Linked DNA regions of Mus musculus: regions 1, 2 and 3 are each linked to region 4. The links are chromatin contacts, called in public promoter capture Hi-C maps. All regions are on one chromosome and are shown on one strand. The core of a region is the stretch at or near the end of the contact, and the rest is flanking DNA. Distances in the headings are between cores, read along the strand shown. Region 1 holds the start of Lhx2 (LIM homeobox protein 2). Region 2 holds the start of Lmx1b (LIM homeobox transcription factor 1 beta). Region 3 holds the start of Pax6 (paired box 6). Region 4 holds the start of Hoxd10 (homeobox D10).

The links. Promoter capture Hi-C pulls out the DNA fragments that hold promoters and counts their contacts.
Region 1: a promoter capture Hi-C map of embryonic stem cells shows a contact between it and region 4, with 5 read pairs. The contact joins the promoter of Lhx2 here to the promoter of Hoxd10 in region 4. A contact is called at or near these places in 3 of 39 promoter capture datasets (cranial neural crest, embryonic stem cells and frontonasal cranial neural crest).
Region 2: a promoter capture Hi-C map of embryonic stem cells shows a contact between it and region 4, with 5 read pairs. The contact joins the promoter of Lmx1b here to the promoter of Hoxd10 in region 4. A contact is called at or near these places in 3 of 39 promoter capture datasets (cranial neural crest and embryonic stem cells).
Region 3: a promoter capture Hi-C map of embryonic stem cells shows a contact between it and region 4, with 7 read pairs. The contact joins the promoter of Pax6 here to the promoter of Hoxd10 in region 4. A contact is called at or near these places in 5 of 39 promoter capture datasets (cranial neural crest, embryonic stem cells, maxillary cranial neural crest and 1 more).

Annotation. Positions count from the first base shown.
Region 1 is chr2:38,349,048-38,355,878 of GRCm38.p6, forward strand. It overlaps Lhx2 (LIM homeobox protein 2), which reads left to right and starts at 2,261. Exons shown (of 5, transcript NM_010710.4): 1 at 2,261-2,846; 2 at 4,264-4,466; 3 at 5,402-5,805. The coding sequence starts at 2,727. It overlaps Gm27197 (a long non-coding RNA gene), which reads right to left and starts at 1,693. Exons shown (of 2, transcript XR_374289.3): 1 at 1-1,693.
Region 2 is chr2:33,639,517-33,646,244 of GRCm38.p6, forward strand. It overlaps Lmx1b (LIM homeobox transcription factor 1 beta), which reads right to left and starts at 1,582. Exons shown (of 8, transcript NM_010725.3): 1 at 926-1,582; 2 at 1-159. The coding sequence starts at 1,082. It overlaps Gm39790 (a long non-coding RNA gene), which reads left to right and starts at 145. Exons shown (of 3, transcript XR_866136.3): 1 at 145-431; 2 at 554-714; 3 at 863-955. C130021I20Rik (Riken cDNA C130021I20 gene) reads left to right here and starts at 1,677. Exons shown (of 3, transcript NR_046275.1): 1 at 1,677-1,828; 2 at 1,960-2,085; 3 at 2,611-6,147.
Region 3 is chr2:105,672,800-105,679,492 of GRCm38.p6, forward strand. It overlaps Pax6 (paired box 6), which reads left to right and starts at 2,945. Exons shown (of 12, transcript NM_001310144.1): 1 at 2,945-3,173. RefSeq lists a promoter at 2,425-3,006 and a cis regulatory region at 2,425-2,559.
Region 4 is chr2:74,687,137-74,693,729 of GRCm38.p6, forward strand. Hoxd10 (homeobox D10) reads left to right here and starts at 4,755. Exons shown (of 2, transcript NM_013554.5): 1 at 4,755-5,588. The coding sequence starts at 4,844.

The DNA.
Region 1 (6,831 bases), core at 1,011-3,510, about 36 Mb before region 4:
AGCTTTTAACAAGAATCACCAAGTATCCCCTCCCCAGCTCTGAAGGCAGCCCCTTGAGTCCAGCCAGCACCAAGGACATCACCCCAGGCTTCCTACAAAGTTTCCTGCCCCTTGAACAACCTCCAGACCAACACTGGTGACTCCCAGATTCAATTTTCATTTCCTACTTTCTTTGAGAAAAGAAAAAACCCCACAAAACTGTCCCAGATACCCCAGTATAACGTGCTAATATATTCCTAGAGTTGATCGTGGGCCAGCGTCTATGTGGGCACTGAAGGACTGTCTGTGTGGTTGCACATGCACATGCCTGTCTTTAGATTGATGGTCTCTCCCTAAAGTTAGAGCATCTTTACACATGCAGTGTGTACATACACATGCATAACTTAAAGAGTTTTTGCAAATACACCTGATAGGAGCTCACAGAAGATCAAGTAGGCTCGCCTTAGCACACAAGTGTTAGTCCTGGATGTTCAGATGCCTCCTCCGTATGATGCCCACCTGTATACCTCCTGTACTGTTGTGCTGGTTATTAACAAAGATAAAATTCGTGCTGGCTGTATTTTTGCCAAAAAGAGACGAGCATGAACATTTTCACACATGGGCACGAGCTTAGGCAACACCAGTGCAACACCTACTTGTGAGCAAAAGTTATGTACACTATGTAAAAAGTATGACTTCATGCTGCCTCAACTGTGTGTCCTGTGAGATAAACTACAGAGGTCCTGGCTTCCCTTTAATTGTGCCAGGCAAGCAGACATTTCAGACTTCATTTCTCCCCACTATCACATGGAAAGAAAGCAACTTGTAAAACGGACCTAGAAAGGAGTTTCAGTAACTGTCTTGCCCTTTTTCTTTTTCACCCCAAATCACATTTTCTTTTCTTTTTTTCTTCTTCCCGAATCCCTTCCTGTTCCACCAGACACCTAGCCATTGCCCCGGGTTCAGCCACGAGACTCAGGGCTGGCAGTTGGGATTTGCTGGGCAGGCCATGTTATTGTTAGTTCTTGTGCAACCAGGTGGCAGGGTGGGTCCAGAGTGGGAGAGCTAGTGGGATGGAGTACCCCATAGGAAGGAAGAGAATAGGCCTCTGGTCTTTAAGAACTGCCAAGTATATCCCGGAGTGAGAAGATCCAAATAGGAAAAGAAAAAGAGGGAGCGATTAAGAAATTCGCTGAGTGCCTACTATGCTCTATATATTTTCCACTCATTTCTTTCATCACACCCAAACACCTAAAAGGAGGGGGCCTTCTTGTTTCCCTTTGAGAAAGTCAAACATTGTAAAGGAGGTTGAGTCACTGTCTCCGGATCACACTGCACGTACATGGGAGAGAGCTATGGACTCCTTGTTTCTTTTTCTGAGTTCCTAAAGACATGCCTCCAGACTGCAGAGCTTTGGAGAAATCCAGGAGCTACACGCCTGGCAGTATAGTCCCTAGCTCACTTGAAGAGAGGATATGCTGGCCGGCCCGCTACCCTTGGGAGTCATTGCTCTGGTGGCACTTGCGCCTGGTCCCCGGGAGGGCTGCGCTGCTAAACGCAGCGCAGAGAGTAGCGCCCCAGACCGAAGCCCAGATGGGCGGGAAGCAGCCGAAGGCTCTTGAAACAGTACTCCTGGTCTGTCTTCTCTGCCCCTCCTCAACCCCAGGTTCCAGAGGCCAAGGGGGAGAATGGAGACTTCCTCAAGCATCCTTTGGCAGCGCTTTTTTAGGACAGAGACTCCAGGAAAGGTTTAATTTTTCTTCCTGAAGAAACACAGGAAACTGTTCGCAGCCTAGAAAACTCCAAACCCCGCGCTCTCCCTTCTCCCTCCCTTGCGCCTCCTCCTCCAGCCTCGCCCACCAGCTCCCACCACCTCCTCTCTCCGCTCCTCTCCTCCTCTAGCCTTTCCCCTCCCTTTGGGTCTCCCGCCTTCCCGGAGCACGCGCTGCCAAGGCCTGGGGCGGCGGGCGGCCAATGGCACGGCGGCAGGACGTGATGTCAGGCGCGGCTGTAGAAAAGGCGCGGAGGCTTGCGCTGGCGCGGACTGCAGAGCCGAGGCTGAGCTCGGCGCGCGCTTGGGTAGCGTTGCGCGCGGCTGGGCCCGCGGCCGTCGGCTCCTCCTCCCACTCTGCTCCTCCTCCTTTTTCCTCCTCCTCCACCTCCTCCGCCGCCGCCTCCTCCTCCTCTTCCTCCTCCTCCTCTTCAATTCTCCCAGTGGCTCGGCTCAGCTCGCAGGCTTCGCGGAGACCCCCTACTCCAGTTCGCCTTTGGTTGGGAACACACCCCGGGGGGAAGAGACGTGCAGGCATCTGGGCCGCCGCGGGCACCTAGCTGTTCCTGGGTGAACCCCGACTGCAGCCACCGCCGCCTGGGGCAGAGTTTGCGCCCCTGATTTGCGCCCTGGGCGCCAGAACCCAGCTAGCGATGCCTGCGGCGTGAAAGCGCCCACAGCGGGCGCCGACCTCTGCCCTGGTCTCCCGCCCCCACCTCACCCCCTGCCCTTGTGACCCTGGCTTCGGCGCCGCCGTCCAGGCGCCCCGCGATGTAGCTGCCCCCACGCCTCGGCGGGAGGCGTCCTGGCCCGCAGGCGCCCGCGGCCCGGAGCCCAGCCTGGGGGCGCAGCCGAGCTCGGGCGGGGCCGGGGCCGCGGTGGCGATGCACTGGGCCGGTTAACGCCGGGAGCGCCAGGCAGCTGAGGCGGGGGGCAAGCCCTTCCTCGGGGCAGCCGCATCCCCGGTCCCGCCGCGATGCTGTTCCACAGTCTGTCGGGCCCCGAGGTGCACGGGGTCATCGACGAGATGGACCGCAGGGCCAAGAGCGAGGCTCCGGCCATCAGCTCCGCCATCGACCGCGGCGACACGGAGACGGTAGGCGCGCGGCTGTGGAGTTGGGGCTGAGAGCTGGGACCTGGCGGGGCCAGCCAGCGCCTCTGTTCCCCGAACTTTAGGTAGAGTCCTCCGAGACGCACGGGACCAAGGCTGGGGAATCCTCGGACAGGGTGCAAGGCCCGGGGCACCAGACTCAGGGGAAACTCAGCTGCTAGAGAGGAGGAGGGAGTCAAGGTTGAAACCCAGATCTGGACTGCGAGGGTGGAGGAGAACGTTGTTCTAGAAGTGGAAGGGGAGTGGAAGTGGAGGCCACTCTCTTCTCTCCGCTCCCGGAGGCGCTCCGGTCCACAGACCTGACTCTCCACTACTTTGCTCCTGGTGCTGGCGCCGACGCCTCGGGAAAAGGGAGAACCGGTGGAAGCCCTAGCTGGTTTGAATCGCTTTCAGTCTTCTGGCAGTCTGGGATTCTCTCCTTAGCTCAGTTTCAGGGCCCTGCGACATCTGGGCCAGCACTTTCCGTTGATCGTGACCCGTGTTCCTAACTGGCTAGATTTGGCCAGGCAATGGTTCGGAGTTCAGTCACCGGCCTGGCTTCTGCGGAAGGAGACTCCATTAGGTTCTCTGTACCTGGCTCTGCTGTCCCGGCCCCAAATAGCCTCCCCCGGGGCCAGACTAGCAGACGCTGCCTAAGCAGCGGCTGCAGTGACCTTTAGAGACCGAGGAGGTGGGAAGCCTGGCCCGAGTTTCTCCCTTCTAGAGCCACAGCTCCGTGACCTCCGGGTTTCCCCTAAGCCTTTCTTTCCGGATAAACCTCCGCTGCTCAGTTTTATTAGGAAAAAAATTTCACATGGGCCTGCCTTGCACCCTCCTGGAAGGTCGCCCTGTATCCCACTTAACCTACTCGCAAGACCCAAGCGGGAACCAGAAGTTGCTGGACTTGCCCTGGGCTGAACCTTTGGTCTAAGGATCAAGAGGCTACTGAGGCTTGGGGCCAGGAACCCTGCTGCCTCTGAAGAGGAGTACCGGTGGAGGAAGACTTTTAATACTCACCTTACTTTACTGTCTTGGTTCTTTTCTGAGGCCCAGCACCTTTAATAAACACTTTGAGGAATTCCCTTGGAGAGCTTGGGGGAAGAGACCCCTCTGTCCCAATACTTAACCGCTGTGAGGATATCCTGGGGCAAGGGCACGAGGGCAGGAATAGGGAGACCTAAGGCCTGAGAACAACTTAGAACTGTAAAGTGTTGCTGCAGCGGCTTGGCTCGGTGGTTGCCTGGAGCTGAGCTGTGCAGCTTGGGCCTGGTAGATGGAGAAAATGGGCTGCCCAGTTAGACCGTCCTCTAGGCGGATTCAGATATAACCAGGGCCAGGGAAGGAGCTCAGGGAGAGTTTTCTTGGTGGGAGCATAGCTGTAGGCTGTCCCTTATGGCAGTGTTCTGTCTTTCTCCTTTTGTAGACCATGCCGTCCATCAGCAGTGACCGGGCAGCGTTGTGTGCTGGCTGTGGGGGCAAGATCTCTGACCGCTACTACCTGCTGGCAGTAGACAAGCAATGGCACATGCGCTGCCTCAAGTGCTGTGAATGCAAGCTCAACCTGGAGTCGGAACTCACCTGCTTCAGCAAGGATGGCAGCATCTACTGCAAAGAAGACTACTACAGGTAGATCCTACCCAGACCCTGCCCATTGGCCTTCAGGGACCCACACCTTCCACCTCCTTGGCTTTCACTCCCAGTCCAGGTTGCCCCACCCAAGACCCTTCTTCTCCAAGCCAGCACCCACCAAAATTTGGTGACAACTTTCTAAATTAGCAATTCGGGGCACCCTTGGAAAGAATCATGAAGTGTAGGAACAGAAAAACCAATGTTACCCTCCTTTCTGAGTTTAGGGTGCTTAAAAAGTCAGCCTGGGTGGGTGGGGTCTTCATGCTACTTTCCCTTTTGAAGTTTCTTGACTCAACCAGAGGAGACAGAAATAAGACACCCCAAACTCTGGCAGCCTGGCTGACGTGAGAGCACATTGGAGGGGGAGCTAGAATAGTTCAGCAGCTTGGGGTCTTTGGGGTTGGGGGTGAGGCCTATAGTAAAAGGTGGCCAGGGTTAAAAAGTAAGGGCCACGGTCGTCTTTCTCTTCCCCAGCCTTAGAGTTAGGGTCTATTTATAGATTCTCTCTGTGTGTCTCTATCTCTATTTCTCTCTTTTCCCATCTCTGTTTCTTCCAAATTACAGCGGTGTGTAGAATTCCCAGGTGCTGGTCTAGAGGGAAGGGGCAAAGGTTGAGGAAGGGGTAAGTGAGGGAGTTGCTCCCCATTCTAAGTAAAGTCTTTCTTAAGACTTGCTCAGATCCTGAATAAAGTAGACTTTCCTGTGGGTGTGAAGATGGCTAAGGAAAACTATTTCAGGCAGGGCCAGGCCTGGGTTAAAATCTAGTTCCCTCCTCACTAACCCTCTAACTGGAGTCCAGGCTGTCTGTCTTGAGGAGGGGACCCCACCCCACTCCCCAGTGACAGCAACAGCACCTGGAGGAGGGGTATAGGGATATGGGGGGGATACCCAACCATTTGTCCCCACAGCCCCTCCCTCCATGGTCCCCACAGGCGGTTCTCTGTGCAGCGCTGCGCCCGCTGCCACCTGGGCATCTCGGCCTCAGAGATGGTGATGCGCGCTCGGGACTTGGTTTATCACCTCAACTGCTTCACATGCACAACGTGTAACAAGATGCTGACGACCGGCGACCATTTCGGCATGAAGGACAGCCTGGTCTATTGCCGCTTGCACTTCGAGGCTCTGCTGCAGGGCGAATACCCAGCACACTTTAACCATGCCGACGTGGCAGCGGCGGCAGCCGCAGCCGCAGCAGCTAAGAGTGCAGGATTGGGCTCAGCCGGGGCTAATCCGCTGGGTCTTCCCTACTACAACGGCGTGGGCACTGTGCAAAAGGGGAGGCCGAGAAAGCGCAAGAGTCCAGGACCCGGGGCAGATCTGGCAGCTTACAACGCCGGTGAGTGCAAGACCGTCTGAAGCCTTGGCGGTGTCGCGGGAAAGATTTCAGTGTGCTTGTTGTACAGTGGGTACCTACGCACCAGTGTTCTGATAGAAAGGGCTTTAGCACTCTGGCTTCCAGTCCGTGCTCCTTCGGTTGAAGCAAGCATTAGGAGAGAATGCATTAGTTCATTGGTGATCCAGGTGCAGGACCTTGTCGCTGAGAAATTGTATTTTGGAGTTGCCTTTGGTTTGCCTCACCGGCTTTGCTGTGCAGAAAGTGCGGGGGGGAGGGGGTTGTGCGGGGGAGAAAGGCGGTGCCGACACCAAACAGGCTCGGAGTGGCCGAGGGTGGGGAGACCAACAGCTCTAGGCAGCGAGGGTCCCAAGAGAAAAGGTTGGCAGTGGCCGAGAGCACCATTGGGTTTGGCTTGCAGCCCGGTTATATGGAATGTCCCCAGGGCCACAGGCTTGGATCTGTTACTAGCAAGGGCTATGGGTCCTTCTGTCCAGCCGGATCTTCAGGCACCCGGCACCTCCAGGTCTCGGGGATTTCCCTTCCCCTCCTAGCAAGCAGCTCTACCAAAGACACTGGAGCTGGAGGGTCCTCACAGTAGGCTGTGAGGGGCTCAATTCGCATTTCTTTGTCGTCCGGGGGGCTTTCCAGCGGACTCCCACACCATCCTGGCTCTGAACAGTTGCGAAGGTTCTGAGGCCCAGCAACATCTGCCCGAAGTCTGCAGGGCCAGGAAAGGTTTAGGACTCGCCTGGCTTTTTAGTTTAGTTTAGTTTATTTGTAGTCGTTTCCTCTCTTAAGTTTGTAACAACAAATCCGATGCTCAATTTTTTTTTCTTCTCCTTTTCCCCCTAGGGTAAATCACAAGATGGGGGGGGGGGGGTTGGAAAACCAAAACAAACCAAGGTTGTAGATCGGCTATGGGTCAAAGCAGAAATTAGGTTCTTTAGGATTTTAAATAGTCTGAACTGCATGCGAAGGGAAATGTGGGCTAGTAGAGGAGGTCCTTTTTCGGTCCAACGAAATTTC
Region 2 (6,728 bases), core at 332-2,831, about 41 Mb before region 4:
TCCGATCCCGGAAGTAGCAGCTGGTGGTGAGGGCTTGCTGACATGCCGCGCACTGCAAACACTCCTCGTGCCAGGACGACTCGTTGACTCGCATCAGGAAGCGGTCGGAGATGGGCCGCTGGCAGCCCTCGCAGACGGCGGGATGCGGGCAGTCGGAGCCTGCAGCGCACAGGGCGAGAGCCGGGCCGTCAGCGCCGCTTGGCCCAGCCCCGGAGCGCCTCCCGTCGCCTGAGGACCCCAGCCGGCGAGCCAGAGACCCGGCAGCCCTAGACAGCACGCTCCTTTCCGTAAGCTGGGGCGCCGTGAGGCCGAGGGCCTGCAGCCTTGGCTGGGCGCTGCGCTCTCCCCGCTCGCGGAGATCCAGCGGATGGTGTTATTACCAACGAGAAGGAGCTCCGCGCGGGGTGGCCGGCTGGAACCCAACCAGCGAGGTGAGGCCAGGACACTCGCTGGCTGACACGCCCCACGATGCTGTTGGAACCTTCTACCCCAAGAACCGCGGTTGGGATAGACCCGGGGATAGTTTTCTCTTCTAAAAGCTCCCCTTCCCCAGGTGACCTGGCCTCTCTCCCGGGCTCTAAGGAGACAACTTGGTTCTCCAGCATCCCTGCCACCCGCTTCCCACCCCAGCTCAGTCCAGTGTAGCAGCACTAGAACCCAGACCCGGAGAGGACGGTGTGAGTGACGGCTGAGGCTGTTCAGTCCTCTGTCTAGGTGACGTCCCTGAACGTTTTCCCCTCAGGGAGCTCTGTCTCGGTGTGCTTGTTACCCCTCCGGTGGTCATTCCAGGGGTCCGGACCCCCTCCCCACGTCCTGAAAACCTATTTTCTTTATTCTTTGCCCCTCACGCCGGTATCCACAGCGGCACGACGGACAACCCTACCCCCTGACCCGCACTATTCGAGCGTTGCGACCCAGCACTCACCCAGCAGCACCCCCAGGGTGGCGGGCCCGGGGCGAAGGGCGTGCTCCTCCATCTTGATGCCGTCCAACATCTTGATGCCGTCCAACATCTTGGCGCAGTCCGTCTGCCCGCGAGGGAAGCACCTCTCCAGCGACTCGGGACCTGTTGCTATATCCATGGGACGCCCGGCGCGCTGCGGACCCCGCCGGCTGGGCCGCTCACCCTCCGGCCCGTCCGCCCGCTCCGCTGCAGCCGGGGAGGCGCGGCGCCCGCGGGGTCGGGGCCGCCCGCTGCCCCGGGGCGAGCGTGGAGCGGCGGCGCGCTGGCCCCGGGCCCCGGCGTCGTGCGGGAGGGCCCGGGCGGCTGGCAGCCCCGCGCGCCGCTCTCTACCGGCTACTCGCAGCCACGCGCACTCGCTGCTCGCCTGTCACCTGCTTGTCAGCCCCGGGTCCCGGCTGCAGCAGCGGGCGGCACGCGGAGCCGCCCGGAGGAGTAGGAGGAGGCGGCGGCGGCGGCGGCGGGCGGGGGAGGGGGCGGGGGTGCAGGGGCGGCCCCGCGGGCTGGGGGGGCGCGGGCGTCGCAGCAGGGTCCCGGGCGGGGCGCAGCAGGCCGCGGGGCTCCAGGCGCGCTCCCCGCACTACTCCAGTGCCATGGTGCGCCCGAGGAGCCGCTCGGTTTAGAGCTGGGGCTGGCGGCGGAGGGATACTCCGGCCCCGAGCCGCCTCACCCCTCCTCAAACTTCCTGACATTTGAACTCATTGGTGCGCCTCGTATCACTGCGCCGGGATGAGCCGGCTGCTCCACGTCAAATAGTGCCGTCGCCTCCCCCCCTCCCTGCGGGAGGGCTCCCTTAGCCCCCGTCCTGCACCCCGTGCCGCGCCCTGAATCCAGGCGACCATCCTGTCCACCATTGGCAGAAGTTTGGTTAGCCATCGAAACAAATCCTGTGCCCCACCCCTCTTGAAAAATTGATTTGGGAGTTGGGGAAATCAGGCTTTCTTTTTTTTCTTTCTTGCCTTTTTTATTATTAATATTTTTGTTGTTTTTTTTTTAAGCTCCAGCGCTCAGAGGAGTGGCCCCAAGCGAGGCCAGACTGTGAGGACGGCGGGGAACGCAGCGACTTCTCCAGGGGACAGCGCCAGGCGGGAGCGGCTGGCCCAAACCCGGACTCGTAGTCTAAGGTAGGTCGCAGGGTCTGAGTTGGTGTCCCCTCGGGAGGCGGGGCCTGCACCGGACAGCCTGGTGTGCTGAGAGGGCTCCTAGGGTCGAGGGATGGGGAACATCAAATGTAAGCAAGAACCGCTGGCCCCGGACTCGCCAAAGGGAACCCTGACCTGGGGAGGGGGTGTAAGGGCTGTAGTTTGAGTAAGTAGTCCCAAAAAGCCCAGGCCTGGCAGAAATAGGGCGGGGGAATGAGTTGAGGGGGCTCTCATAGCCAGAATGGGAGATCTTGGGTGAAAGAGGACGGTCAGGCCCGGGTTGAGACCAAGAGAGTGTTAAGAGGGTCAACAGGGCTCGGAAAGATATCTTGTTCCCGGCCGGGGTCAGTGGGCGAAGGCTGGGCCTCCCAAGGCTTGGAGTATGAGGGGCAGGTAAGAAGTGGTGTCCTCAAGATCTAGGGGTGGAGGCCTGGAACGGCATGGGTACAGTCGTTCTAAGGAAATCTGTGTGACCTCTGAAATCGGTGCCCTTTCATTGTGGCTAAGGGACCTGGCCAGGGTTAGAGACTGAGCGCTGGCCACCCTTGGCAAAGTGGGCCTCGACAGCGGGCAACGCAAGGCCAGCGGCACGCAGCTGGAGACTCCTGGGTGCATCCGGCCAGACATCCGCGAGAAAACTAGAAGACGTCGCATCGGGAAACAGGGTACCTTCGGCCCCACCACTCCCGCGCGGGTTTCGTCCTGGAATAGCAGGAGGGATGGTGCGGTCCCAGGGCAGGAGTTAACAGCCCCTGCGAGCTGCTGCTGGGCGGCCCTGGCCCCTCCGGCTGTGGAGCAGCGGCGCGAAGCCGGGAGGGGATGGAGGGCTCGGAGGGCGGGTCCCCTGACCCCGCTAGAGGCGAGAGGGCGGATCAGATTTGGAGCCTGAGGGAGGCTTGGTCAGAAGTGGCCCCCTGTGCTGGGGGGGCCCCCCGGAGGGGCCCGGCTTTGTGGAGGATTAGCGGTCACCGCCCCACCCCAGTACCTGCGTGTGTGTCGGTGGGTATCGGAGTGTGTCTGTGTGTGTCCGCGCTCCCGCCTCGCGGAAGCTATTGAGAACGTGTGCACCCGTATTCCTGTGCACATACATTTTGTGTTTGTGTGTCCTTACGTCTTTCCAGGCAATGAGTGTGTGTGTTTTCGGTACACGTCTCTCGTGCTTCTATGTCATGTTTTTTACACGTCTTTGTGTGTGTCCTCGTGAAGGTGTAGATAGTGAAGATGTCTACGCCTTTGTATGCGCCTCGGCCCCTTTAGCGAATCTGGTAGATTTTTCTCTATAAGTGTGTCTCTGAGTTACCTTTGTGTTTCTGTTTGCCCCGGAGCTCCTGAATTGTTCTGTGTCGCCCAGGGGTTTTTGTGTTTGTGGCTTTGTGTTCTGTGTATTTCTCGGCGCCTTTGTGTATCCAGGAGCATGGGTATGTGGATGTAGAGTTTTCTTCACCCACCCTTCGTCCTTGTTTTTACCCAGTGTGAAAAATCTAAGGCCTTGAGCCCTGAGGTTGGGCAGAGGCCTGGGCCTGGATCTGGACCGCCTTCTCTGGGTATCTGGGCCCTGGCGCGTTACTGCGGGAAGAAGCCGAGCGGGTAAAGGCTGGGGCGTGCAGAGCCGGGAGGCACCGAACCGCTCGCAGAAGCAGCGGCCCAACCGGGTGCACTCCGCCCTCTGCTGGCCATAGTGTGTCTCTGCAACCACTGCTGGGCACCGAAAGCCCTGGTTCCAGGCCCGGAGCTTCGCCATCTCCTTCAGGCTGAGTCGAAAGAATCTTCTCTGTCTCAAACCTTAAAGACGAACCTCGGACTCTAAGCAATCGCACAGTGTTTCACCCCCATCTTCACCCTCCCATTTCCCCCACGCTCCCTGTGCCTGTCCATTTCTACCCCATTCCTCTCCGTTTTTCTTTGGCTGAATGGTGGCCCCTGTGGCCCGGCTTCAGAGGTTTCCCTGATCCTCTGGCTGGCATCTAAGACCGGGTCTGGACCTTTGACTGTGTTTGCTGCGCGTTCTGCAGTGCTTGAAGCCAGGTCTCAGCACCGAGGGCACACCTGTAGCCCCCCCCCCATTTGATGCATGGCTGGTGTGTTTTCCAAGGCTCAGAGTTTTGGGGGCCTCTCCCTGCGCAGCCCGGCCCACTCGGGTCAGGCTGCCGAAACTGTCGGCAACTGAGTCCAGAGTTCCCTGGGTGAACAGTGGCACCAAGATTGTCTCTAGTCCGATTGAGGACGATGCTCCGTTCACAGATGCCTGTTTCCTTCTGTCCGTTCTCCTCTACCCGTAGGCCTTCTTTGTCCTTACTTTTCAACCCCGAATTGACTAGACCCGGTCTTCACATTGCCCCACATAATCGTCCATGTGTCTCCGAGGCATTCTTAGGGTTCTTGGTCTCCCATCCTTTGCCTCTAAGGAAGAACAATACGACTGGACAGGAGAACACCGGCCTAGGCCTAGACCCACTTCTCTCCGCGGGCCTCAAGCTCCTGGCTTCGCCCGTCTCTTCTGTACAAGCGGATGCCCACCCCTGGCTCTGAGACTCACAACGCAGGTGGCCTATCTCTTCCGCGCCGTCCAACGCGGGATGCTTGCGGCCTCCGACGTCTGCTGCAGAATCCGCTCGGGACTGTTTCCACCTGAGAAAGAGAGTTGCCAGCGACTGCTGGAATCGCAAGAAACAAAACAGGGAGAGATCCGGGCTCTTCTTATCCCAGAGGCGTGCAGCTCCTGAGCCCTGACTTGGTCTCTGGCTCTTCTCCTTTAGGACCTTGCAACCTCACTCGGTAGCGACCCATCTTGTGAGAGCGGGGGAGCGGTGTGAGGGGAAGGGCTATACCAGCGAAAACCCAACCGTTTGGTGCTTCTGACCAGAGTCCGGGAGAGAGAGGACCCTTCCTCCAGGTTTAGAACCACCGGCTGCAGTGTCAGATCCCAGCAGGAGGAGGACCACAGCCTTGGATTCATCAGCAAGGAGGCTATCAGAAGCATCGCACCGGCCTTCCTGCTCTGCCTCAAGAACCGAAGCCATGGAACACCTAGGCTCACCCCATGCTGCCCCTGGCTAATGGCATCTCAAGATCTACGAGGCTCTGCCGCGCAGAATCAAAGCTGTCCCAAAACTGTGGGCCAAGTCGGGAGCTGCTCCTCGGGGAAACTCAGTCTATCCCAGACCCTCAGTGATGAAGAACCCGAAGACCACGGAAATGGAGCAAGGGCGCGCCCAAGACTCAGCAGAGGTCGATCACTAGCAATCCAACTCCCGAGCATCCAGGTACCCCTCTGAGCATTCTAGCTGGTCTTCACCCCACACACGAGTCAAAGCATTGGACGACCACTTTCTACTACCTAAGGAAGGGCGTCTGAAGTCTCCCTGTGCTGGTGGAAGTTCTCCAGAGAGGCGAGACTAGAGAGGGGTTTCTGGGGTACTTATTCTCCACTGGGGGCTTTTGAGGCTGATGAGAGAGGGGTGTCAGGGTTTGCTGGTGGCTGGTGAGTGTTAGGATGCCTAGAGCCAGAAGATGAACATCCGCAGCCAGATCCCTCAGCCCTCCAACAACCCCCACTCTGGCCATTACTCTGGACCATCAGGCATGGACTTGCTCCACTTGTGGGGAAATCAGGCTCTCTCAGATCCAAAGGCTGCCGGCAGCTCTTAGGAAGGTTCAGAGAAGGCCCTCCCAGGACTGGTGGCCCAGAACTGAGGTCTCCTACTGGCTACACAATGGTTAGGAACAGGAGAAGGGCAGGTGTCAGGAAGCATCCCTGTCTGTCTCAGGGTCTGGTTAGGAGACACCAGGGTAAAAGACCTGCTGCGCCTTTGTACTTCAAGGTCCCTGTCTGTGCAATGGGCATAAAAGAGACTTACAGAGTCTCTGAGAGGGTCACATGAAAGTGCTCGTGGTGTGGCCAGCTCACTGTGGGGCTCTAGATCTACTATTTGATGAATAATTGTATGGGAGGAGAGCTGCTACTTAGACATAGGAGACTCTCTTCCTCTTTCTGTTCCTCTGCCGCCTCTAGAGCCAGAACGAAAACAGACTTGTCTCAAATTCAGTCCTGTCTGGTCTCTTCCTTCCCTCTGGGACAGGTGGAGTCCCCGAGCCGGCTACTGTGGACTGGCCACCTGAGACACGGCCAGTGCCTGGGCACCCAGCACAAACAGCTCAGCCTTCTCACTTTGTCATGAAAACCGAGGCTGAGGGCAGCTAACACCGACAGTGAGAGCTTTGAGAGGCAATAGAATCAAGATTTTTTTTTAAAAGCTCTTTGGAAAGAAACCCGTTAGAGACTGTGATGTGTGTACTTTTTTTGTATGTTTGCTTTTTACCAAGCACTTTCCTAAGAATCTCTGCATTTCTTGCCAAAGGATGGTTTCAACAGGCATCCTGTCTTTAAGAATGAGTGGCTCCCCAGTCCAGTTACAGGAACCAGAACAAAGAGAGGGTGAAGGACCGTGTTTGGAGCCATAAAAGCCTCATTAGGAACTTAAGACTAACTCACAGAATCGGACACAGATTCACAAAAGCCAGGGAGTTCATTGGTCTCCACCCTGAGGGTCCACGGCTGGGGAAGGGGGGGTGGGTGTGAGCCAGGGCGGGTGCCTCTCTTATTTGATCTCTATCTTAAATCCACT
Region 3 (6,693 bases), core at 1,695-4,194, about 31 Mb after region 4:
GTTTTACTAGTGCCTTGCACCTTGGTTTTAGCCTCCCTCCTTCCAGGTCTCTTCCCGACAGCAGGTGCTTGGCAGAAAAGATGATTCACCAAGGACAGGCAGAGAGAGAGAGAGAGAGAGAGAGAGAGAGAGAGAGAGAGAGAGAGAGAGTAGGAAGGGAGGGAGGGAGAGAGAGAGAGGAGAGAGAGAGAGAGAGAGAGAGAGAGAGAGAGAGAGAGAGAGAGATCCTGGCTCTCATCCCTTTCCTTAAACTTTAGAAACTTTGCCTCTTTCTGTTCCTCAGCTCCCCTCCCCAAATATTGACACACTAGAGCAGCCAAGTCCTTTCTGTTTCTTGTTTGTGCAGTTTCCAACAGTCCCACCCGAAGCCCCCATCCCCACCCAATGACGTCAGCGGCATTCATGCCAGGCTCCTAGCTTCTTCTGATTTTTTTGTTAAAACTTTTCTCTGAGGTGAGATGGGGGTTGTGGGTGGGAGAAGGGGCTGATTGAAAGAGCCAGTGCCCTGGGGGGAAATAGCAACAAGATTATGGCTGCCTCTTTCTTAGGCAAAGCTTAAGAGGGTGCTAATCCACTGGGTTGCTAATTGAGAGGTTGTAAAAATGATATTCGCCGCCTCCAATTGGGACAGTCGCTGGGCACCCCCCCCCCTCATCTTGCTTCTTTAATGCTTGCTTGAGATGTAAAAGGGGAGAAAAGGAGAATGCTGACTTCTCTGATCTGGAACTTGGACTTCAGGCAGGACTTCCTGGGAACCTCTGAAAGTCCCGGTCCTACGAAATCTTTCACTGGAGGCCGCCAACTGCAGCAGTGGCACCACCTTCTTAGCCTCTGGCCAGTGTTTCCTTCTAGCTCCGATCCAGTGCCTTAGGTCCTCCAGAGTGAGCCCAGCTAGTCAGCCACCTTTCCCAAGCTGAGGAGATGAGCAGTTTGTGCTAACCCACCTCTGGCTCGGGTTACGGAAGGCCTCTTCTGTCCCCGGAACTCTGCTAAGGCTCCTTGGGTCCTTATTGCTGGGCCCCAGGCAAGGGCTAGACTAGGATGTCCAAATCAGGCTCAGAGGCAGCCTGCAGCGTCCATCTGGCTCCAACTCCCATGGGGATTCATCAGCGCAGCCTGCCAGAGATCAACTGAGTGAGCAGACTACTGCTGGACGCTGACTTTCGGTTCTTTCCCTAAGTCAAAAAAAAAAAAAAAAAAAATCAAAGGCTTCGATGGTGGCTTTCGGCCTCCTTGCCTGATCTTTGCCAACCCCACTTCCCTTTGCTGGGTTCTGAGTGTGTTCCGGATCTCAGGCCTTCTACTTCTCGGCTCCAAGGCCCGCAGGCTGCGAGATAGCTCCGGACAGCTCAGGACAAGGCGGCTGCCTGCTCCCCTGTCACCTAAACTGCAGACTCCAAGGGACGTCTTTGGAGTGTACTGAGGTGTATCCTAATGTCCGGCATTCAACAAATGGACTTCTGGTGTGTGGTCAGGAGGGAAAAGCCATTTACTTACTGTCCTCGCCGTTTTTCTGGCAACAGTTGAAGGGGAATTGCCTCCGTGGACTGAGCTGACCCAAGAGAAGGGAGTCTTGGCGGGGATACATAAGCACCACACACAGATAACCGGTTCCTCACAACGACACACGTTGACACACCAAGAAAGCCGGCGAGGACACACACTTGCAGAATCTCTCCCAGCATTGGTCAAACCCCACCCCCACCCTCAGGCTTCCACTACTTCCCCTCCCCTCTTGTCTTCCCCTCCTTTCGATGGCTTGGAAAAGCAGCCGCACTTAGTCAACAAATGGCACGTGGGAGAAGTTGGAGAGTGTTTGGTGAGGACTCTTCAGAGCTTTTCACAAGAATCCTCTGTACACAAAGTAAGTGGCGTGTTTACTCGAGCCTCTCCAGGCTGGGGCAGTGCGTCCGCTCCGCTGAGCACGGCGGCTTCGGAAAGCAGAAAGAGAAGAAAATGCCAGCGGTGCGGGAGTGGGGTGGGGGGAAAATGGGCAGGCTCGGGAGGCCTGAGCTGGGGTGACCGCCGGGCCTCGCTGAGTTCTCGGCCTGGAGGCCCTCTTCGGGCCTAGGCATAGTTGTGCCACCATCGCCGGAGTGGGGGCTGCTGGGATCCAGGGACACTCCCGCCTCTTTTCTCTTGTTCCTAAAAGTCAGGTGGGCTAGAGAGCCGCCACCGCTGTACTTTGTGTCCTGGGGCCAAGGCCGAGGTGGACAAGGGGTGGGAAGTTAGGGTGAAATGGGGCGGAGCGGCAGGCCACTGTACAAGAAAGGACCTCGTAGAGATGGTGAAACTTGCTACCTCCACGGACTGAGAACCCCTGGCCCAGCTTGGGGTTACGGGGGCAGCATGCTTCCAGCTCAGAGGCCTCCATTAGACTGATCAAGTTCGCGGCCGCAGCGCTGGCCGCCGAAGCGCATGGAGCGGGAGACCTCGGCGAGCGCCAGAGCCTAGGAGCGGGGGGCCCAGCGCCGGAGAGAGAAGCCGGGACCCACCGGCAGAGCCGAAAACAAGTGTATTCATATTCAAACAAACCGACCAATTGCACCAGGCAGGGAGAGGGAGCATCCAATCGGCTGGCGCGAGGCCCCGGCGCTGCTTTGCATAAAGCAATATTTTGTGTGGGAGCGAGCGGTGCATTTGCATGTTGCGGAGTGATTAGTGGGTTTGAAAAGCGAACCGTGGCTCGGCCTCATTTCCCGCTCTGGTTCAGGCGCAGGAGGAAGTGTTTTGCTGGAGGATGATGACAGAGGTCAGGCTTCGCTAATGGGCCAGTGAGGAGCGGTGGAGGCGAGGCCGGGCGCCGGCACACACACATTAACACACTTGAGCCATCACCAATCAGCATAGGTGTGCTGGCTGCAGCCACTTCCCCACACTCTTTATCTCTCACTCTCCAGCCGCTGACAGCCCATTTTATTGTCAATCTCTGTCTTCTTCCCAGGGATCTGAGAATTGCTCTCACACACCAACCCAGCAGCGTCCGTGGAGAAAACTCTCACGAGCAACTCCTTTAAAATACCGTCATTTCAAACCGTTGTGGTCTTTAAGCAACAACAGGGGGGGGGGACCCAAACAACAAAAACCAAAAAAAAAAAAAAAAAAAAAAAAAAAGCCCTCAAAACTCTTGACAGGAGCCTTGACAACGACGAAAGAGAGGATGCCTCTTAAAGGTGAGTCCCGCTTCTTTCTTCTCAATTTCTTTATATTTCAATATCCTGGCAGGTCTCTCCCTCTCTTCTTTCCTCCCCTCTCGCCGGTCCCCTCCCCCACTGCTACGCCGGGAGAGTTGGGCCTGAGAAGTTTCCACGCAGGAGCCCAAACTTTCTACTTCCAGCGAAAGCCCGCGTCGGAGGGCGACGGTCCGCGCGAGCCACAACAGCGCGGATCTTCAGGCAGGCGGCTGGCTCTGCACCAGCGCAAGTGCGGCTGGAGCTCTCGGAGAGCAGCTAGGCTGCAGGGCGCCCCCGCAAACCGCAGCTCTCAGCTTCAGCGCCTCCAAAAGCTCGCGGTCAGCGCAAAGGGACGTAGAGGCTCCTCCGTGCCCCAGGCCGCGGAGAGCAGCCGCCGGCGATGCTTTTGTCCAGCCCGGGCCGAGCCAGCGCGCAAAGAGCGCCCAACCAGCCGACTCTCCGCGCCGCCTCCCGCCAGCCCGCGCTCCGGCTTTGTGCAAGATTCTCCCGGCACAGAACTGCCCGCAGCACTCGAGCACCAAAGGGTCATCGCGCCCTCCGCCAGCCGGAGCCGTCTGGATGGGCACCACGGCCGTGCGCCGGAGGCCACGAGGGACCCAGAGCGAGAGCGGGCGGTGAAAGAAGCCACTAGGCCGAGGCGGTCGGATGCGCTCTGCGAGGGAGCTCCGAGCCGATCGCAAGGACTGCCAGCTTCCATCCACCCCCCAGGGCCCTCGCCTCCAGCCTCAGCCGAGCGCTGAGCTCAGATTTGGAAACAAACGCCCTAGCTCTCCCGGCTTCCCACAACTCTATCTTGCGAAAGTTGGTGTGTTCCCTGTCCTGTGGACTCCCACCTCCAGCTCTTGGTGGGTATTTTCCCGTGTCTCCATTGACCAAGCTGTACCCCGTGTTGCCATTTCAACAAGTTTCGAGCTGGAAAGGCGGTTTGCTCCCCCTTTTCGAGTGTACTGATATTTTTCTTTGTGTGGCCTAAAGGGGGAAAAAAAAAACTACAAGAAAGCACTGGCTTTCCCTCTCCTCGGATCGCGTCCTCTCCCTGCTAATTAGTCTGAGTAATTCGAGAGCTTTTGGATTCTAAGACCCCAGGAGGAAAAGTGGCTTTTCAAAGTTCAGAAAGTTGTTGCCTCTTTCCCGGGGCAGATCTCCTCAGTCTCCCTGAGCCATAATAGCCTCGAATTTTAGCAAGTGTAATTGAGGGAAATGGAGTTGAATTTCAAGTGGAAATGCTTTCTTTTTCGAGTGCTAAAAAACCTGGCCTTTCATTAATGAGCTTTCTGAAAAGTTTAAAAACAAAGTGAATGCTCTCTCTCTCTCTCTCTCTCTCTCTCTCTCTCTCTCTCGCCATTTTGGATGTTAAACTCGAACTTGGGAAGGGCTGAGGAGATAGGATCAGAAAAACAACTGACAAGCTAAAATCCTTGAAAGCCTAGCAGGTTTACCCAAGAGCACGAATAGTTAGTTGTTGCCGCTGACGGGGAGGAGGTTGCCGCTAACCGGGAGCAGGGCTGCTGGGGATCTTTGCATATGTTTGAAGGCAATTGATGAGTTGTAATCATTTGGCCCTGGAGGGTAAACTTTGTCGCCCTAATTGCTAATTTCCAGGAAGGGCATCTGGAAGAGAGAACCCAAGCTTCTCTGAACACTTCAGCTCTGGAATGCGGGAGTAGGTTTTGAAATTTAAATAATTGAAACAATAGCATAGTGTGAGAGTTCTGGCTTGGGTTTGGGTCAGGGAGTGAGGAGGACAGAGGTCCAATGGACCTTGGAGACTCAGACCTTGTGGCCTTGGAGATTTCTGAATACTCCTTCATTCCTGATGCAGGACTATGACCCCCTCCAAGGCAATACAAAGACCTAGCCTAGGCTAGGGGTTTGGGCTGAGGCAGAGGGGTCTAGCTTCTTTAAGAATAGGTCTGCTTCCGGGTGCAGGGTGTGCCCTGCTTCCCAGGGTGCTTTCTGCACTGAGTGTTAACGACTACTTAGGTAATTAGATAGCTTCTTAGAGGAGAGGAGGGTGGGAACCGAGCAAAACCGGAACCTGAAGTGCTATCACCTTCCCACTTGCTTGGGAAACTAATCAGCTAGCTTTTGGGGGATCAGCTAGACAATTTTCTAAAATGGTATTACGGAGGTCCGAGCCGGCTTGGAGACATGAGGCTGTGTAAAAAATGTGGTTCGAGAAGAGCTTAGGAAGTTTTCTGTCGCAAACAGAATTCTCCACACACACACACACACACACCCTCCACACACACACACACACACACACACACACACACACACACACCCTCCATACACACACCCTCCACATACACCTGCTATCCTTTGCAGCTTGAGTCATATATATATATATATATATATATATATATATATATATATATGATGGACATTTTGTTCTAGGTGAGGTATCTGTTCGCGACATGATATAGATTCAGGAACTGGCCTAGAGACAGGAAGGAGACTGTAGGAGTTAACCGCAATGATGGTATCTAGTCCTTGGCTATGTTCAGTCATTAAACAGACACTGAGAAAGTCCTCATCCTAGACTTAGGTCTTATGGATTTAAGTTGCCTCTCAGTTACTTAAAAGTTAAATCATAAAAGGCCTTAAAGAGAAAACTATTCCCTGGAATTCTTTGCAGGGTGGCAAAATTAATCATCATCACAGCTAAAACAAAACAAAACGGGGGGGGGGAATGATTTCTTAAAAATAAAACTAAATGAGATGCTGTGACTATTTCATTATTTTAACCCTCCCCCTTTTTCCTGGGCAATCCTCTTGAATGGGCTCTTTATTGTAACTCCCCCTTTCCAATTGAGCTCCCCACGGTGCCCTTGTATCTTTTTACAGCCCCTAACAACTCACACCAGTAACACAATTACCTCCAGATATTTATAACAAGAAATTACTTTACTATTTTCTCCACCTCACTCCCAAGAACCCTCTTTTTGAGGGAAAGCCCGGAGGACTGGACGCCTTGAGGGGCGCTGTGGCAAGTCAGTACTTCAGTGAGTGGAGTCCTCATTTTTTCCTTTGGGAGTTGCAGAGTTGTTGGTTTCTTTGCTTGGACCTGATGTAGCTGGGTTGAGAGCCTGGGCTTTACTGTCTGGGTTTGGGGAGAGCCACAGAATAAAAGCCATTGTTTGGTGTCTGTAGACTTTGTCTACACCCCCTTCCCGTTTGTACTTTTTAAAACAGCGAGGCGAGGTGGACAGCTTGTGTCACGGTACAGGAAAAGAGGAAGATGTAAACACCAAAAGCAAAGTTAGCTACAATAAATGAGATCTAGGGTAAAAGGCTCACCACTTGCTCAGTCAGGAAGGAGCTGAGAGATGGACTGTGGGGGTCTGACTGGAAAGCGTTTTTGGGGGGTGGGGGGGTGGTTAAGTATAAAGGAGTGCCCAGAGAGCTTAGCTCCTCAGGAAAGTTGGGAGCTTGGTCTGAGGTTCACCCAGACTTCCTAACCTGAGGCCCAAGGCACCACCAGGTCCTTCCCTTCTTC
Region 4 (6,593 bases), core at 3,505-6,004:
TGGGGTGCGGGTGCCAGACTGAACCGATGCGGATACTGGAGATAGTAGACTCTTTGTGAGGACGTTTGTATTTCAAAGTGTCGTGAATGGAAATGCATTTGAAGTAACAGGCCACTGTACTTGACTGAATCCGGGCCACCTTTCCTAGCTGCCCGCTGACCTTGAAGTGCGCAGTTTGCTTTGGGCACTGGCTCTTACAAACAGTTAAAATTGCCCCTGTGATTCACTGTTCCTGCAAATTCCGGGACATTGGGGAATGTCTATGTCCCCTTCCCTTGCATCCTTGCCCGCGGTCCACAAGTGTGAAGAAAGGGCTCCCGGACGTGGGCGGCTCAAAGGGAGGATGGCGGCTCCCTCTCCCTTTCACCCCTAAGTTCCTTGTTAAGAGCCTGCAGCCCCTGAAATTTGCACTGACCTCTGTCTCCCTCCATCCATTCGCTGCACCACAGGCTCTAGGGCTTTCTTGTCCGCTAGTTCTCCGGGTTTCCCAGAGTTGGCTTTGGCTTGCGGGAGGCTGGGGCGCCATGACTCCCCGGCTAGGCGCCAGAGAGAGGCGTGGGTGTTCCCCGCGCGGATGCCCGGCTCTGTCTGTCTTGCTGCCGTGCCGGTTGGCTTTGCTTCTGTAAAACGACCTTTCTCAGGGCCTAACTTCGGTTTCAGTCTAATTGGGTGAGACCCCCCTCCCCAAATGTCGTTGTGTTCCTTTGTAGGCAGCTTCATCGACCGCGCATCTGGCTGTGCGGGGGCCCCTTGGCCTTGGGTGGCAGCCGCCGGGCGGACCACTGCTGCTGCGCGGTCCACAGTGTCATTCCTCCCAGCCGCGCTCGCTCAATGTGGTCCTGATACGGGGCAGGGGATGAGATCAGGGACTTCAGGGGCTGAAAACCTCCCCATCTTGGGGCCGGCTAGAATGCATGGGGCTCTTGATAGAGGCTACCGATACTGAGGCGCCAAATTCCTCAGATTCTGAAGTAGAGAGAAAATGCGCCAAGTAGGAAGGAGTCTTTTGTGTCTGTGTAGAGAGGCTCGGCCCTTCTCCATCTCTTAAGCTTATCTCTGTAGATCCTTCCGTAGTAGTCTCCCAATTTGCTTTTCAAAAGTCTTTTCCAATTGCTGCCACAGTGCTCAGTGCAACCCAGATGGGCGCCCTGGGGAGGCAGCTTTTAATTTGTCCCTGTCCACTCTCTGTCCAAAAAGTGACAGAATCCAGAGGCAGCTCACGGCTCTAATTCAGGGAGACCATAGGAACCCATAGGTCCTCTTAGGCCCAGAGCCTCCACCTTACCCTTCTGAAGAAGACAAGAGAGTGAAGATACAAGCCACTTTATTATTATTATTATTATTATTATTACAAATGGTAATTTCTTGCTAAGGCGACCTTTTAGGTTTTTTTCTGTGGAAAAAAAAACTGCCAGGGAGACAGGCGTCTTGGTACAAATATGGGTATCCATCTTTTTTACGATGCAATGTTGACTTATTATTAATATTAACTGCCCTAAAAGATCTAAAGATGACTTTTAAAAAACCACCAACCACTACATTAAACACTCGAAGCAAAATAAAAGTTGGCCTTTAAAGCTACTGCCTTTCCCTTCCATTTGCTTTGTGTCAGCTCTAAGATCTTAAGGCACATTTTCTGTCCTCCCTTCTTACAGTATTTTCATTTTGCTCATGTTTTAAATTCTAGAAATCTAACATATTGACAGTTTTGACCCCGAGGAATCAGTCTGGAAGCAAAAATTCGAAAGAGAAAAAAATAAAATTTTGAGAGAATAGATTCCATTTTTAAGTTGGCATACACATTTCCCCCCTCTGCCTTTGAGTGAAAGTCTATTTAAACTCCAATCTAATACGAGGTGACTTTGAGCTTGAAGCCATGGAACACTGAAACAGAAAGACCCACACAGAGAAAAGGCAGAGCTTGCCTCTCCCACTTCACTGCAGACTTACCAGCTCTGTAAGGAATTGCTTGTTTTTAGACTGGGTGTTTTCTTCGTGTATAAATAAAGATTATGAAAGGGCATTTGATGGGCATAAAATTCCTGATTAGATTGAACAGCTCTGCATTGCTTGGGATTAGGAAAATTTGGCAGTGGAAACCTGGGCAGCTAGCTCTCCTGGCCGAGATGCAAAGCAACACAATGCCTAAGCGCCAAGCTGGCGTCAGGGGGACTGCCGAGAGCTGTGCTGCGGGCACATTGTTCAGCTCTGGGCATATTTAGCTGTAGCTCAGAATTTGATCGCCACAATGTAAAAAGGAAAATTTTGAGGTGCTAATCAGTGGTTGTTAGGTTTGATCAAGATCTTAGCAACTTAGGAACAAAAGTTCTTTTTCCCCCTATGCCTTACTTAACACCCTTCATCCCCTCCCCAGCTTAAAAATAGCCACCCCTGTAGAAAGGTAATGTTTAAATCTCCGGCTCCACCACCGGGGTGCAGCAGCCAGAGCAGTGAGAGGCTCCAGGCTTTAACCTGACAATGATGTTGTATTTGAACAGCTGCGTAAAGGTTTAAAAGGTCTGTCTCATTGCCACCGTGGAGTTTTTTAAAAGGGGTTATTGTTTGGGCGAGGGCACTGAGAGGAGACTAGCCAATCGGTCCCAAGGCCGAAAATAACCTCCAAGCCTGTTTTCATCAGGCCGGGAGAAATTCCTTTAGGGGAGGGAGGGGGACAAAGGACTTTGCTGGGGTGTGAGTGATTTTTTTTTTTTTTTGAAAAGAGCAACTAGGTCCCCCAGAACGCTGAGGGCTCCTTAAAGAGCATCGAACCCCACAGAAATGTTCTGTTGAGGGGAAAACAGATTTATCCACAAGTTCAGTCTCTGGGCCTGAAATCCAAGGCCAGCCCATTCCTGGGCGAATGTGGGAGAAGGGAACACAGATGTCTTTTCCGACTGGGAGCTGGTTCACGGTCACAGTTTCCGGGTCCGTTTTACTTTCTTGATTGCCGGGAACGGGACCCGGAAGGCCGAAGGACGGCTCCCACACACAGGCAGGGCCTCTGGTCCAGGGCAAGTCTTTGGAAATCAAGGTTAAAGCTCCCTGCTGCTGTCCTAAGGCCCCGGGCTTCCGCAAGGCGGCTCGCCGCCTGCAACCAAAGAAGAAGGGAGGAAGTTGTTCAAGTTTCTCATAAAATTCTGAGTTTCCACGGTGGTTGTGGCAGTGGTTGTTCTTTAATGAGCTGGACCACAACCCCAGACCATATCCTCTTTATAAAACTTTCCCTCACCAGAGGAAACGGAAGACTTAGACTCTCCCTCTTTATTCCCTTCTTGCCCAAACAAAACCTTGTCAAAGAATTTTAGGGATCGTCCAAAACTATAAAATTTAACTTCTGACAAAAGTATAGCTTTTAATATTTGACGATTTGTGTTAAAACAAAAATTGACCTTCTTGGTTAGTAGCGGAGGGGAAAAATCAATAGTATAATTTTCAATAATTCATAAAGCAAACGCCATTATGCTAAATCTTAACTATTAATCTTATCCTTTACAAAGTCTCGATTGATTTGTTAATAAAATATCTTCCCGTTTGTGGCAACAGCGGGTATAACTCTTTAAAAACCTTCAGAAGCAAGAAAATTACCAAGTAGCCCAAGAATGTAGATGAGAATTTTATTGATCGCCCTGATTCTTCTTAATATGTATTAATAAATTCCACAACCCCTTGTACCTTGCACTTGTCAGAAACCAATGCTTTTACAAAATCCATAAAAGGAAAACATATTTTTCTTTGCAGAAGATCTAAATGACAAGTTTGCTTTGCTCTCTCCTCTTTTTATTTTTATTTTTTCTTCTGGCCCGGTTTTCTAAAACTTGTGGAGTCCGGGGATCAGAGTTTTCCCTTTTCTTTTGAAAAAAAATTTCTTTTTCCCTTCCTTTCTCTCTGCCCTGTGTTATCAGGGGAAGGAAATCTGGCTTTAGCTGTTTCTGGGAGCCGGAGAGACGCTTTCGCGAATAGGGAACGGCTGGCGAAGGATTATCTCCAAGCTAGGAAGCTCCCAGCGGCCGGTCCTCAAAGGTCAGGGTGTGGTTACTCTCAGAGTCAAGGCTCCAGGAGCTCGTGGGTGCCGATTCCCCCCCCCCCTTAGTTCTAGCAGAAAGATCTAAGGAGGGGGTAGCTACGGGCTGGAACCATCATCCGAGCTTCGGGTTTGCCCAGCTGCGTGGTGGCCTCTCGACCCTCGGGGCCCTATTCGCCAGTGCTTCCCCGACACCTTGGTCCAATCTTTGCACTGAAGATTTTCACACAGCCCCCTTTGGAACCCTAGGGAGGGATGTTTCCGAACTAGAGAAATCGGACTCACCTTCCTGGCTGCCCAGTACTAAATTAACCAGCCCGCGCCCCTATCCCTTCCTGGGAACCGGCCCTCTTGGGCGCGTTCTGCCTGGGTATGTGCAGGGAGAGCGCTTCTGTGAGCAGGCGCCACAGCGCTCTGACTTTCCTCAGTACGCGTGTCCTCCCGGAGGCCCCTCGAATCAAGCCTTTCCTTCCGCTGGCGGGGCCCGGTGGCCGGGTGGGGGACTCGAGTGGGGCAGGCCGGCCGGCCAAACAAGCCCCGGGAGACAGGCTGGCCGGCAGCAGAGCTCTGGGCCGGTTGTCTCCAACGCGCACTATCACAGGCGCTTAGTAGATGTCGCTGTTGTCCGTGCTTACGCGGCCAGCCGGCCGGGCTGGGGAACACGTGACCTGCAAGGAGGCTGCGGCTCAAGGCCATTTTCAAATCTCATTGGCTTGGTTGTCATGTGGTCGGCAGAGGCATCCACAATTACACCGGGAATGTTTTCCTAGCGATGTCAGCCTACAAAGGACACAATCTCTCTTCTTCAAATTCCTCCCCAAAATGTCCTTTCCCAACAGCTCTCCTGCTGCTAATACTTTTTTAGTAGATTCCTTGATCAGTGCCTGCAGGAGTGACAGTTTTTATTCGAGCAGCGCCAGCATGTACATGCCACCACCTAGCGCAGACATGGGGACCTATGGAATGCAAACCTGTGGACTGCTCCCGTCTTTGGCCAAAAGAGAAGTGAACCACCAAAATATGGGTATGAATGTACATCCTTATATACCTCAAGTAGACAGTTGGACAGACCCGAACAGATCTTGTCGAATAGAGCAACCTGTTACACAGCAAGTCCCCACTTGCTCATTCACCGCCAACATTAAAGAAGAATCCAATTGCTGCATGTATTCTGATAAGCGCAACAAACTCATTTCTGCCGAGGTCCCTTCGTACCAGAGGCTGGTCCCCGAGTCTTGTCCTGTTGAGAACCCCGAGGTTCCTGTCCCTGGATATTTTAGACTGAGTCAGACCTACGCCACCGGGAAAACCCAAGAGTACAATAACAGCCCCGAAGGCAGCTCCACTGTCATGCTCCAGCTCAACCCTCGTGGCGCGGCCAAGCCGCAGCTCTCGGCTGCCCAGCTGCAGATGGAAAAGAAGATGAACGAAAGCGCGAGCGGCCAGGAGCCCACTAAAGTCTCCCAAGTGGAGAGCCCCGAGGCCAAAGGCGGCCTTCCAGAAGACAGGAGCTGCCTGGCTGAGGTTTCCGTGTCCAGTCCCGAAGTGCAGGAGAAGGAAAGCAAAGGTCGGTATGAACAGAGTTGCCACCCCAGCGGGGCGTGCAGTCCGGTAAAACCTCGAAAAGGGAGCGCTCGGGTGCCCAGAGCAGAGCCCGGGCAGCGGAGCCCAGAGCCCATACTCCGCAGGTGCTGCTCCACCCGGCTTTTAGAAGGGATATCCCTGCCTTGAAAGGGTCGGGGCTTCTCTCCCGCTGCTCCGGCCAGACCTGGCCCCAAGCTGATGGCGCCTGGGCAGAGGACAGGCTTGCCGGGTTTATCAGTCTTGAGCCAGATCCGAAATACAACAAAAGAGCTAAAAGGAGACCAGCCGTTTGTAAACAGGGCTCCAGTGCCCGCTTTTCTTTGGCTCAGATTTGCAGCCCTAGTTTTTGCCTTGAACCCAGGGATCATTTTAAGGTAGCCTAAGACACCGTGTTTGTGTTCAAGGGTTTGCACCCCGCATCCTGCGATCTAAGAGGGAAAGGAAATGGTTTGGCCTGTTGGTGCTTGGGTGGGGAAGCAGAGGTAACCTTGGCTTTGTCTGGCGAAAGTGCCGCAGGCTTTGCAATCTTCTACAAAGGGGGCAAAGGCGGAGGAGGGGGAGAACAGATCTGCATTGCCCACCTAGGGCTGGGGTAATGCAAAGAACCAGGGATATGGGTTTCTAAGAAGGAATCTTGAGCCCCCACGCCCATTTCTGCAGTCTGTCCCTCACTGTCTACCGGGTGAGCCACAGAGTTACATTTCTGGAGGAAGGCTTTTGTGTGAGAGCAAAGAAAAATTGAGGAAATTCTGGGGGGAAGGGGGGAACTGTAACAATGCCCAGTCAGGGTGGAGAAGGGATCCCTGCTTCCTCATTATCTCTTGAAACAGCCTGCATCCCTATAAACCTGGTTGTGGATCTCCTTGTCTGCCTAGGAGGGGTGGGTAAGAAGCGGCCGACTTGGGGCCCTGGAGCAGTAGTGAGATACTGGTAGATGAAGCAAGCTATGGTTCTTTCTGGTGGCCTGACGGCTTAGAATGTTTTTGGG